Linked DNA regions of Neogale vison: region 2 is linked to region 1. The links are chromatin contacts, called in public Hi-C maps. All regions are on one chromosome and are shown on one strand. The core of a region is the stretch at or near the end of the contact, and the rest is flanking DNA. Distances in the headings are between cores, read along the strand shown.

What was found. A called contact is a pair of places that touch in the nucleus more often than the background predicts.
Region 2: a Hi-C map of muscle shows a contact between it and region 1, with 6 times the contacts expected there. The contact joins the promoter of SIRPD here to the promoter of SDCBP2 in region 1. A contact is called at or near these places in 2 of 3 Hi-C or Micro-C datasets (fibroblasts and muscle).

What each region holds. Positions count from the first base shown.
Region 1 is chr8:27,866,395-27,871,490 of ASM_NN_V1, reverse strand. SDCBP2 (syntenin-2) reads left to right here and starts at 3,419. Exons shown (of 11, transcript XM_044262371.1): 1 at 3,419-3,490.
Region 2 is chr8:28,011,864-28,017,315 of ASM_NN_V1, reverse strand. SIRPD (signal-regulatory protein delta) reads left to right here and starts at 1,931. Exons shown (of 1, transcript XM_044262198.1): 1 at 1,931-2,383. The coding sequence starts at 1,931. The coding sequence ends at 2,383.

The DNA of each region.
Region 1 (5,096 bases), core at 2,170-4,669:
AGACAGTGACAGTACCAGTGCAGCCATGGCCCTGGGGTCCACGCTGAGTCGGAGCACACAGCTGGTGCTTCTCTCTGCCTGGCAACTGTCCCCCCTTCTTCCAGAAAGAGTGCTCGTGTTTCCACTTGAACCAGATGACTTGTGTTTCTGTAACTTGCAGCCAGACGGACCGCACGAGGAAGTCAGAAACTGGCATTTGTTGCGTGTGAGTGGCGTCCCAGGCTCTGCCCATGCTTCATTCCACTCACCTGCAGGACCAGCCTGCAAAGCTGGTACCACGACTCCCATCTGCAGATGTGGAAATGGAAGCTCAGAGAGGTGGACAACGGCTGCTATGTCACAGAACTGGGCCTCGGATCGGAAGCCCCAGAGGGGCCCATCTTTCTTTCTTTTTTAAGATTTTATTTACTTAGAGAGAGAGCACACAAGCGGGGGAAGTAGGAGAGGGAGAAGCAGGCTCCCCACTGAGCAGGGAGCCCCACACAGGTCTTGAACCCAGGACCCTGTGATCTGAGCAGACGGCTGATGCTTATCCACCTTGGGTGCCCCAAGCAGCCCACCTTTTAGATAAGAGTGAGCCTGTGCTTTCGTAACTGATCAGTGTGCCAGGAGGGCATTCATTCATTCAGCAAACACTTAAGAGAGCCTACTGTGGGCCAGCCATGGTGCTAGGCTCTAGCGACAAGGACCCCACAGCCAAGACCTTACCCTCAGGGAATTCCCATTCCAGATGGCACAGAGGTGTCCCCCCAAGGGCTAAATCCAGGTGACAGTAGACGTCGGTGACATTACTGTGAGAGGACCTGGACCACCTGTGGGCTCAGCAGCCAGGGTGGTAGTGGCTGATCACACAGCGCCCCCAGAGTGCTCCTAGGGAGTTTGTGTGTGTGCACGGCCTAGTGGACACCGGTGTCTTAGACTTCTGAAGGTTGTTCATACGAATATGGAATGCAGCAGATACATAACCCAGTTGAAGCATAAATTTCAGTTTTTATTTTGAAAACAGCTGCTGTTGATCTCATAATTAGGCCCTGTCCTCATGGAGCTTCAGGTCTAACTGGCAGCCTGACCCATGCAGGACAGTCCAATCTGGAGGTCAGAGGCTGGGGAGGCCAGATGGATGGGGATGACGAGGGGCCTTCCTAGAAAAGGAGCTCAGGGGTCTGGTGGGGGCAAGGGAGGCATTCCAGAAGTAGCAGGCAGGCACGGGGATAGAAAGGTGATGTGGGCGTGAGGTAAGGTTGGAGACTCGGACTGAAAAGGCAGTGATGGGGAGAGAGCTTAGTCCTGACCCTTCCATAGGGAGCCACTGAAGACTTTGAGCAGGGGCATGCCCACAAAGCTCCACCTGGGTGGTCGGGAAGCAGGGTAAGAGTGACAGATGGGACGTGCTGGAACACCACAGAGTGGAAAGAAACCCCTGCCTGTGTGTGGGGGTGGTTTGGGGCCCAGTTTGAGCCCCGGCTCTGGGCTCACCTGCCATGTGACCACAGGCAAGTCCCTCACCCTTCTTGGTCCGTTTCCTTCTCCATCTCCTCTCCAAGGCCCTTTCAGACCATGACTGGAGTAAACTGAAGTGTGTGCAGATTGTGTATTGGGGGTGGGGGGACTCGTGTGATTCCACTGGCATGATTATTTTCTAGTTTTCTTGGGCCTTGAAGACTTGGCCTAAGATGGGTCCATCACCCATGGCTTACCTCCTACTTCGGGCCCATATGGCTCAGCCCTCAGGTGTATCTATGCCTCAATTTCCAGTGGCATTTGTCTCACCGAGGAGAAAACATGGCCTTGGAGCCACTTTCCAGCTGTGTAACTTGAGCAGTCCTTTGCCTCTCACGCCTACTTAGCAGGGAGGATATGGGACATTGAGATGAGGGCTTTAAAGCATGATTAGTGGCCACTGCCTTCCTTGCTGTTGTTCCTGTGAGCTTTCCTGGGTAGGATTCCTGGCTGGAAGCTCCTGGGAGGCTGGCGGTGTCTCCTCTGTGGCGCTGCACACCAGCTAGGCCCCCACTCAGGCTGGGATGCCCCGGGCTGGAGCAACTCTGCCCAGGCTTGTCACAGGGATTGTGACTCGGACCTGCCTGGCCGGTGAGCAGTCCCGATACTCACCCCGCCCTGGGTGGGTGTCCTGTGTCGGTGCCCTGTGTCACTCATAGGGACTGCCCAGCACACGGGTCCCCAGTTCCTCCCCAGGCACCAAGAGGGACAGGCACCCCTGTCCAACCAAGCTCACCAGGACCTAAACTAAATTCCTCCCCCTTTTTTGTTTACTTTTATTTATTTGGGGAGGTAGGTAATACACACATTCAAATTCTTCAAAATTAAAGAGGTATCAAAAAGTGTACTATAACCAAATCTCCTCCCAGCCCAGAACACAGCCCCTTATTCCTCTTCCTGGAGAAAACCAATCTAAACTCCTTTTTAAAACAAGCTTAATTTGCTCCCCCCTTAGAAAACATTATAAGCACTAAAAGCAAAAACTAACTTCAAACCCAACCCAACTCGCCCCCCACTACCTTGGAACACACATCCAGAATTTCAGCATTTTATTTATTTATTTTTTGAGGCAGGGCAAGGCAGAGGGAGAATCTTAAGGAGGCTCCATGCCAGGCGTGGAAACCAATGTGGGGGCTTGGTCTATGACCCTGAGATGACAACCTGGGCAGAAACCAAGTCGGACACTTAGCTGACTAAGCCACCAGGTGCCCCCAGACTTCCAACACTTCAGTATACATCCTCTGGTTGCAACACATATCCACTTTTCAAGAGATGAAAACCAAACAGAAGAGCAGAATCACAACACTGACTTTTCAGTATCTTGCTCACCGTCTTGGGAACCTTTCCTCACGGTTTTTCCTTAAATGACACGAATAGCTTTGTGATCTTCCACAAATAAGGATTTGTTTAGCCAGGCCCCAGGGACTTGGGGCTTGGGGCTTTCCAGATTTCCTTACTATAAGCAACACGGTGATGGGCTCCAGGACCTCAATGCCTACTTGTTTACTGGAATAAATTACCAGGAGAATGCCGCTGCACAAAGATGACATGCGAACTCACAAGGCATTCCATATTAAAAACATAAAAGGGGGGAAATGCTGGGTCACAAGTTATGGCCATTTTTTTAAGGCCCTGGATGCCCCCTCAAACTGTCCTCACGTTCAGCAGGACTGATGTCCAATCCAAATCTGACTTCCTCAAGGTCAAGAAGTCTTGGTTCCTACCCCTCCCACCAGTGGCAGCGGGCCCCTACCCCCACCTCCACATCTTGACTAAGGCCCAAACCCTTCTCTGGGCCCGGTGACTTGCTTTGTTTATACACGCACAGGGCCTTTACCTAGGTCCATCCGGGTTAGTCAGCTGACTGGGGGGCGGGCACCACCCTTCCCAGAGCAGGAACCTGGCTGGGACAAGGGCACCCGCTCCCAGGGAGGGGAACAGACTCTTGGCAGTAGCTGACAAAGGACGCCAGGCAGCACCCAGGTGGCAGGTAAGAGCTGGGGCCCGTACTGACCACGACTGAGGTCTGTGAGGTTTGTTCTTACGCCCATTGCCTGGTCCTGATCCCTCTGGAGGCTCCCAGGCAGTTTTCTTTCAAGGTGCCTCCCTCTGGGGGAACAGTGTGGACAGGGGTCTCCTTCTCTGACGCCGGCCTTGGGTCAGGTTTGAGGGCTGAGTGATCTTTATTCAGATATTATGGGGGCTACACGCTCGTTGGGACCTCCTGTGACCGGGCTCGGGACATGCGGCTCACATCCTGCTTATCGAAGGGGGGCCTTTGGAAGGCCAGGCAGAGTGGGCTTCCACAGGGAGCGGAGAGTATATTCCTCAATTTCTGTTACCTATGTCTCCACCTGCAACGGTTTCTACCCACTACCCTAAGTAGGCGAGAAGAAATCTGCTGGGGATGGGGCCAGTGGCTTGGCCTCACTCAGAACTGGTTTCCTTGTGTGGACACTGGACACATCCCCACACATTCGGGGGCACTGGACAAACTAATGGAACTAAGGGGGACAGTCTGTGCCCCGCACACCACGGGGCCTCAGGAAATGGTGCTTCAGACGAGGCTGCTGTGCGCGGCGGAGACGCACTGGGTCGTTGCACAGGGCAGTTGGAACTAACGGAAACGACTGTTTGTGTTTTTAGAGTTTTTCTTTGTTTTACAGCCTTGATTTCTAAACTAATAACAATTCTCACACCACCATCACCACTCCCTGCGGCTCCCTGTGTCCACCCTTGCCCTGCTGGTCTGTTCTCCCAATGTTAGCCAAAGTGGCCCTGTTAAAATGTTAAGTTGGATCAGGTCACTCTGGGGCTCAGTGTTCTCCAGGGGCTCCCCTCTCAGCAGAGTAAATGCCAAATGCTGGCCACAGCCCCCTGGGGACCTGGCCCACTCCCATCCTCTCCTACTTCCTCACCACTGGCCCCCCCTCTGAACGAGACTCCAGTCTCACCAGCCAGATGGTCTCTGAACAAGAGGCCCCCCCAACTCAGGGCCACCGCAGTGGCCATGCCCTCAGCTTTGATGCTCTGCCCTACCCCTCTAGGCTTTTACATAAGTCCCTTGTCAGTCCCGACCCACAGTGAGGCCCTTGCGGACATCTGGACACTCTACCTTCCATCTTGCTTTATCTTTCTCTCTGTGACTTGTGACAAGTGTGACACACTTCCCTGTCCAGCTAGAAAGAAACCCTCAAGGACGGATTTTCCTCTTGCTCACTGCATCAGTACCTAGAACAGCACAGGGACTTAGGTGTTCAGTAAATGTCCTGAATGAACAGCTAACGATGACCGCACACCCTTTGTGTGCTTGATACTGTGCTAAGTGCCTTCCGTATTTATCTTCTCTCTTTTTAAGGATCTTTAAATCTTCACGATAACTGTGATACAAGTACTGTTACCCATCTCACAAAGGGAGATATGACACCCAAAAGGGACTTGTCCATGCTTGCTCTCACAAATTAGAGGCAGCAGCCTGAACCCAGTCCTGCCTGCCTCCCAGGTCTTGCTCCTGCTTTGCCTCTTAGGGCCCTGTACTGGGGAGCATCTGCATCCCCCGAAGATGTTCACAGCTTTCCTCCAGCAGGCAGTACAGC
Region 2 (5,452 bases), core at 682-3,181, 150 kb before region 1:
CAGTAACGTGTCGCCCAAAGATGTGGGCACCTATTACTGTGTGAAACTAACCATAGCGCACCCTGACATGTCGTATGTATCTGGTTCAGGCACCGTTGTATCTGTGAATGGTGAGTACAGCCTGACAAACTCCATCCCCTTGGTCTGTAAAAATAAATTTTTTAAAATCTGAAACATGTACCAAATCATCACTACACACTAGATTCTGTGCCCCTTCAATCACAAACCAGCCTATAAGTTAGGTTCTGCAGATGGCACTATTAATTAACCATTCTGTGGTCCCATACCTACTACTAAATTAAGCCATGTTGACAGGCCATGCCCTGCCCTGATGGCCAACTCCACCAAGCCAGTGATGACATATGGCAAGGGAAACTCTCACATAAAAAGGCACCAAGTAGATATACTACAACTATAAGTGTGTACTTTATGATCCAAAAAGTGAGAATACTGGGACCTATGTGGCCCGCTGGCGTTCCTAAGATCTGGTGGACAATCCTGGGATAAGAGCTCTCCATTGAGTATCTTCTAACCTATATTCTGAGACCCAATTTCCATTCACTGACCCTTGTAGCCACATCTTATCTTACAGGTTCAGAATGAAATCGTAACACAGTTTAGAGTTTGCCCCCTAAGCCCAATACTTACTGAGCCAAAGTGAAGGGATCCACAGATAAACAGAATCTCTACAAACCTGCCCAAATCCACTCAGCCATTTCTAACTGGAATGTCATTGAGGCCTGGTGGCAGGTCCCTGAAGGGCCACCACAGGGCACTCAGGGATCCCATTCCCCACAGGAAATCAATGAGCGAGTGTGGTCTCCTACTATGGATTCTAGGGAGCTAGGACATTAAAAGGATGGGGATTGATATCACCCAGCCCCACATCTTGTTTGGAAAAGCTGTCCTGGAGGAGTTCAGTCACTCTCCTGGCTCTTGATCTTTCCCTGACCTGCCCTAGTCTAACCCCAGCTCTGTTGTTCTCTTCTCTAAGGACAACCAGTGTTTGCTACTTCTTGCCACTCTCTGTATTAATGACATTCACTATGTGAGATTAGTGTGTCTATCTGTTCTTCTGGGAAAACTAGTCTTCCTCTGTGATGTTCTCTTCAAGTCCAGTCATACCCAACGGGCCATGAAAAATTTACATAAGATCCCTCAAGCTAAAAAGTGCGAGCATAGGCAGCTTACCCACAGTTTTCTCCAAGCCTCACCAGCCAAGATTTTCTTGTCTCTCTAACCCACACCTTAGCCCATCTTTGCTTTTGATGATTTGCCTGAAAAGGAGAGAGATTACCAGGACCTGACTAATATGGGGTAGTGATGTTGGTGGGAGTGGGTGTTGGAGATCAGTTGTGGGCCCTCCAAAATTGATAAGGTCCCTTGAGGTTCTATTCTCTTTTGTTTAGAAGAGGAAACTGTCTCTTTCTCCCCCACCCCTTGACAAATAAGCAGAGGAGCCGCACTCTGCCTGCATGAACACAATAGTCGTAAATGGCTCCCCATTCTCTAGGTTTGCTATCTCTTGACTTGCCCTTTCTCCACACCTCTCAGCACTAACATCTCCACAAATTCACTTGGCTGCTTACCCTTCAGAAGAGATGAAGGTCAATCCCAAACTCCCTATAGCTATGAGATCAGCAGAGGACACTTGGACCCATCTCCTAATGTGTTGAGTGATTTTTGGCATTTAGATGGAAGAGGGACTAGTTCCTCTCTATAAACACTATCAACGCATAATCCCAGTCCTCTCCCTCCCTGTCCTCTTCTTTCCCTGGTTAGGGGCTGGGACATGAAATGGGAGAGGTGATAAATTTTGTCCTCTGCACTGACTCACACACATCATTAAAATAAGTAATGAATGAGGCCCACCCACAATCTGGATCCAAGTTCTTCAGTCCGTCCTGGACTAGAGCATGGGAAATGGGAAATGATTTTGCATTTCTTTGCAGGAACCACACATGAGATATTCCAGGTGCAACAAGCTGAGATGACACAGACTGTATCAGTTGGAGAGACAATCACCTTGAGTTGCAGTGTACCAGATTCATTCCCAAAAGGACCCGTCTTATGGTTCAAGGGAAATGGGCCAAACCGGGAATTAATCTACAATTTCAAAGAAGGTTTCTTTCCCAGAGTAAAAGAAATTGGACACCCCACCAAAGTTGGCAACACAGACTTTTCCATCCGCATCAGTGAAATCTCTCTTGCAGACGCCGGCACTTACTACTGTGTGAAGTTCAAGGAGGGGAAACCTAACACGGAGTTCCAGTCAGGTCCGGGCACCAAGGTGTTTGTGACTAGTGAGTTTGTCTCCTCCACCCCCTATTATGGGCTATCATTTCAGTTAACCAGTCCTCTACCCACTGAATTACTAGATTAGGCTATTATTGAAGATGCATTGTACATTTGATCTCTCAGCAACCTGTGAGTTAAGTGATTTACAGGAGGAGAAACAAACTCAGAAAGGTCAATTGAATGATGAGGGATATATTGGTTGACATTCCAATGTTCAATAACCAGCCCCCAAGAGCTAGATGAAACCAATTAAGATCACTTCATGACTCCCTACTCATGGTTAACTCAGATAGGAGACTGGCTTAAGCCAATTTGTGTCCATAAGTGAAAAGGATAGACTTGCAGAAAAATCTGGGAAACTAACGCAATTCTCTCTCCTGTTGGCTGGGAACAGGAAATCAGTTTACCCCAGGTGCTCCAGAGAAACATCTAATGACCATGAGGGGAACCAAGCTGAGGAAAAATCTGCTGTAGAGAAGTGCAAAGATGTAGAGAATGTGGGTTGACAACATTACACGGCCATATTGTTCCTGGTTCCCACCCCACTTCTGGACCTCCAATAATAGGAGAGAAAACATCTCCTTGTCAAGCCAGTTTTCTTAAAGTTAGCATTGTCCTAAGGGATGCCAGGTGATAAAGTTCCCACATCCACAGAGCACTGAAGTACAATTTCCAACCATTTTTTTTCTGTTCCTAAAGCCTTACTTATTCAATTTTTTTATTTTGTTATAACTTCTGAATTCTGAGCAATACCCAGCTTGAGAAATGATTAAATTCGTGATACTACAATACTACTATTTGTTGGGCATCTCCTGTACACGAAGCATCTCTTTATCCCATATTATTGTATTTACTGGCATAACAATTTGAGTATAAGAATGATTATCCTTACCATATGAGTGAAGAAACTGAGGCTCAAGGGAATTTAGGGGGACAGATAGTAGGAGAAAGTGGTAAAGTTGGTCTGGGCTCTCTCCAGCATGCTATATATATTAGTGAAGAACCTTTCCTTACAAGGGATAAAAATGAAAAATATTAGTATAATGGGATCCTGTAGCTGAGGAGGATTCTAGGTTCCTCACAGCATCCAACGCAGAGTTTTAGGACTAAGGTCTCAGGGCCACCAAACCTCTTATTCTTTGAAATTCTCTCATCTCTATTCATCTCTGCCTGGTGTTTGCTGCATATAGGCCTCATCCATATAATGGAAGAGGTAAGTACAAGAAATGTTGACATTCATTACCTCATCTTAGCAGACAGGATGGAGAGAGAACTTCTTATTCTCAGCCTCCACAAATGAATCCCAGAGAGTCATTTGAAATTGCCCTTCCTATGCCTTTCACTTACTCATTATTATAAGGGAGAGGAAGTTCTTAGTAGGGAATCCACCAACCCAATGATACAAATGTTCAACAGACTAAAAACGATATGGTGTCCACCCCACGTTCCAACCCTTCAGGTAACATATGAGGAAGTGGAGACCCAGAGACTGGGTTTGCCTCAAGTTACACAGAGAATGGATAATAGAACTCAGATCTCGTACTCCCATAATCCTTGGGTTTATAGCTTTGTCCTCCTAATGAGAAGACTCTGGTTAGAGTTGGAGGTGTAGAGGTACATGAGGATGATTTAGAGGAAAAATATTGTGAATAAGTTCCATTTCCCTGTTAAAAGCCAAAGAGTAAGAAATGTATTAAATTTATATCATTTCTACATAATGAATAAAAGGCATATATACATATAGTTTAAAATATTGAGCTAAGTGTGTTTGCTATGGTTGCTATAACTAATTGTCACAAACTTTGGGGTTTATAACTGGAATAGTCCTATGCAGATGGTATGACAGTGGGAGAACCTCCATGTGTCTACTCCCAGATACTGGCAAAAATTTTTGTTTTTATATCACTTAGAGTAGTGACATCAGTAAAATGACAGACTAAGAAGTCCCCAACCCTTCTTCCATGGAGATAACCAAATAACAACCATCTGTGGACCAAAATACCTCTGTAAGAATGCTAGAAACCGACTGAGAAGCAGTGGTACCCAGGCCGATGGAAAACCAGGCAGGGATTCCAGGGAAAGCTGCAGGAAAGTTTGCAGAGCTTTGTACATTTGTATGTCACCCCCAGCCTGGTGTAGTGGCACAATTAGGAGGAAACCTCCCATACCTGCTCCCTCCTCAAGATAGAGGCAGAATAGACCGTGCATCAATCTGGATTGTCTGGGGACTGCCTGAGGGAATGGTTTCTTTCTTTCTTTCTTTCTTTCTTTTTTTTAAGATTTTATTTGTCAGAGAGAGAGAGGGAGAGCAAGCGAGCACAGGCAGACAGAATGGCAGGCAGAGGGAGAAGCAGGCTCCCTGCTGAGCAAGGAGCCCGATGTGGGACTCGATCCCAGGACGCTGGGATCATGACCGGAGCCAAAGGCAGCTGCTCAACCAACTGAGCCACCCAGGCGTCCCGGGAATGGTTTCTGTCTCATGATTCAGAGCACTAGTGGGAACCAGCAGAGCAGGTTAGAAGAGCAAATAATGAATCATGGAACTCTACATCAAAGACAAATGATGTACTCTAATAAAAAAAAAAAAGAATTTTAAAAAAGAGTGCTGAAAACAAGAGACCATCAAAGTGGCTCAGAGCTATAGATATTATGCAGTTCCACAAAATAGCACCAGGGGGCATAAGAGATTGCGATCTCCTGAGAAGAAAAAGCAAGCTTCTTAGGAATTCGAGACAGCTAAAAAAAAAAAAATATATATATATATATATATATATATATATATATATATATATAAAATCTTCAACAAATGGTGTAGGGAAAACTATACAACAGCATCCAGAAGAAAATGGACCACTTTCTTACACCATACACAAAAATAAATTCAAAATGGATGAAAGACCTAAATGTAAGCCAGGAAACCATCAAAATCCTAGGGGAGAAAACAAGCTAGCCACCTCTTTGACCTCAGCTGCAGCAACTTCTTACTAGACATGTCTCTGGAGGCAAGGAAAACAAGAGCAAAAATGAACTATTGGGACATTATTAAGATAAAAAGCTCCTGCACAGTGAAGGAAATAATCAACAAACCTAAAAAGCAACCAATAGAATGGGAAAGGTAATACCTAGAGGGTATTATGCTAAGCGAAATAAGTCA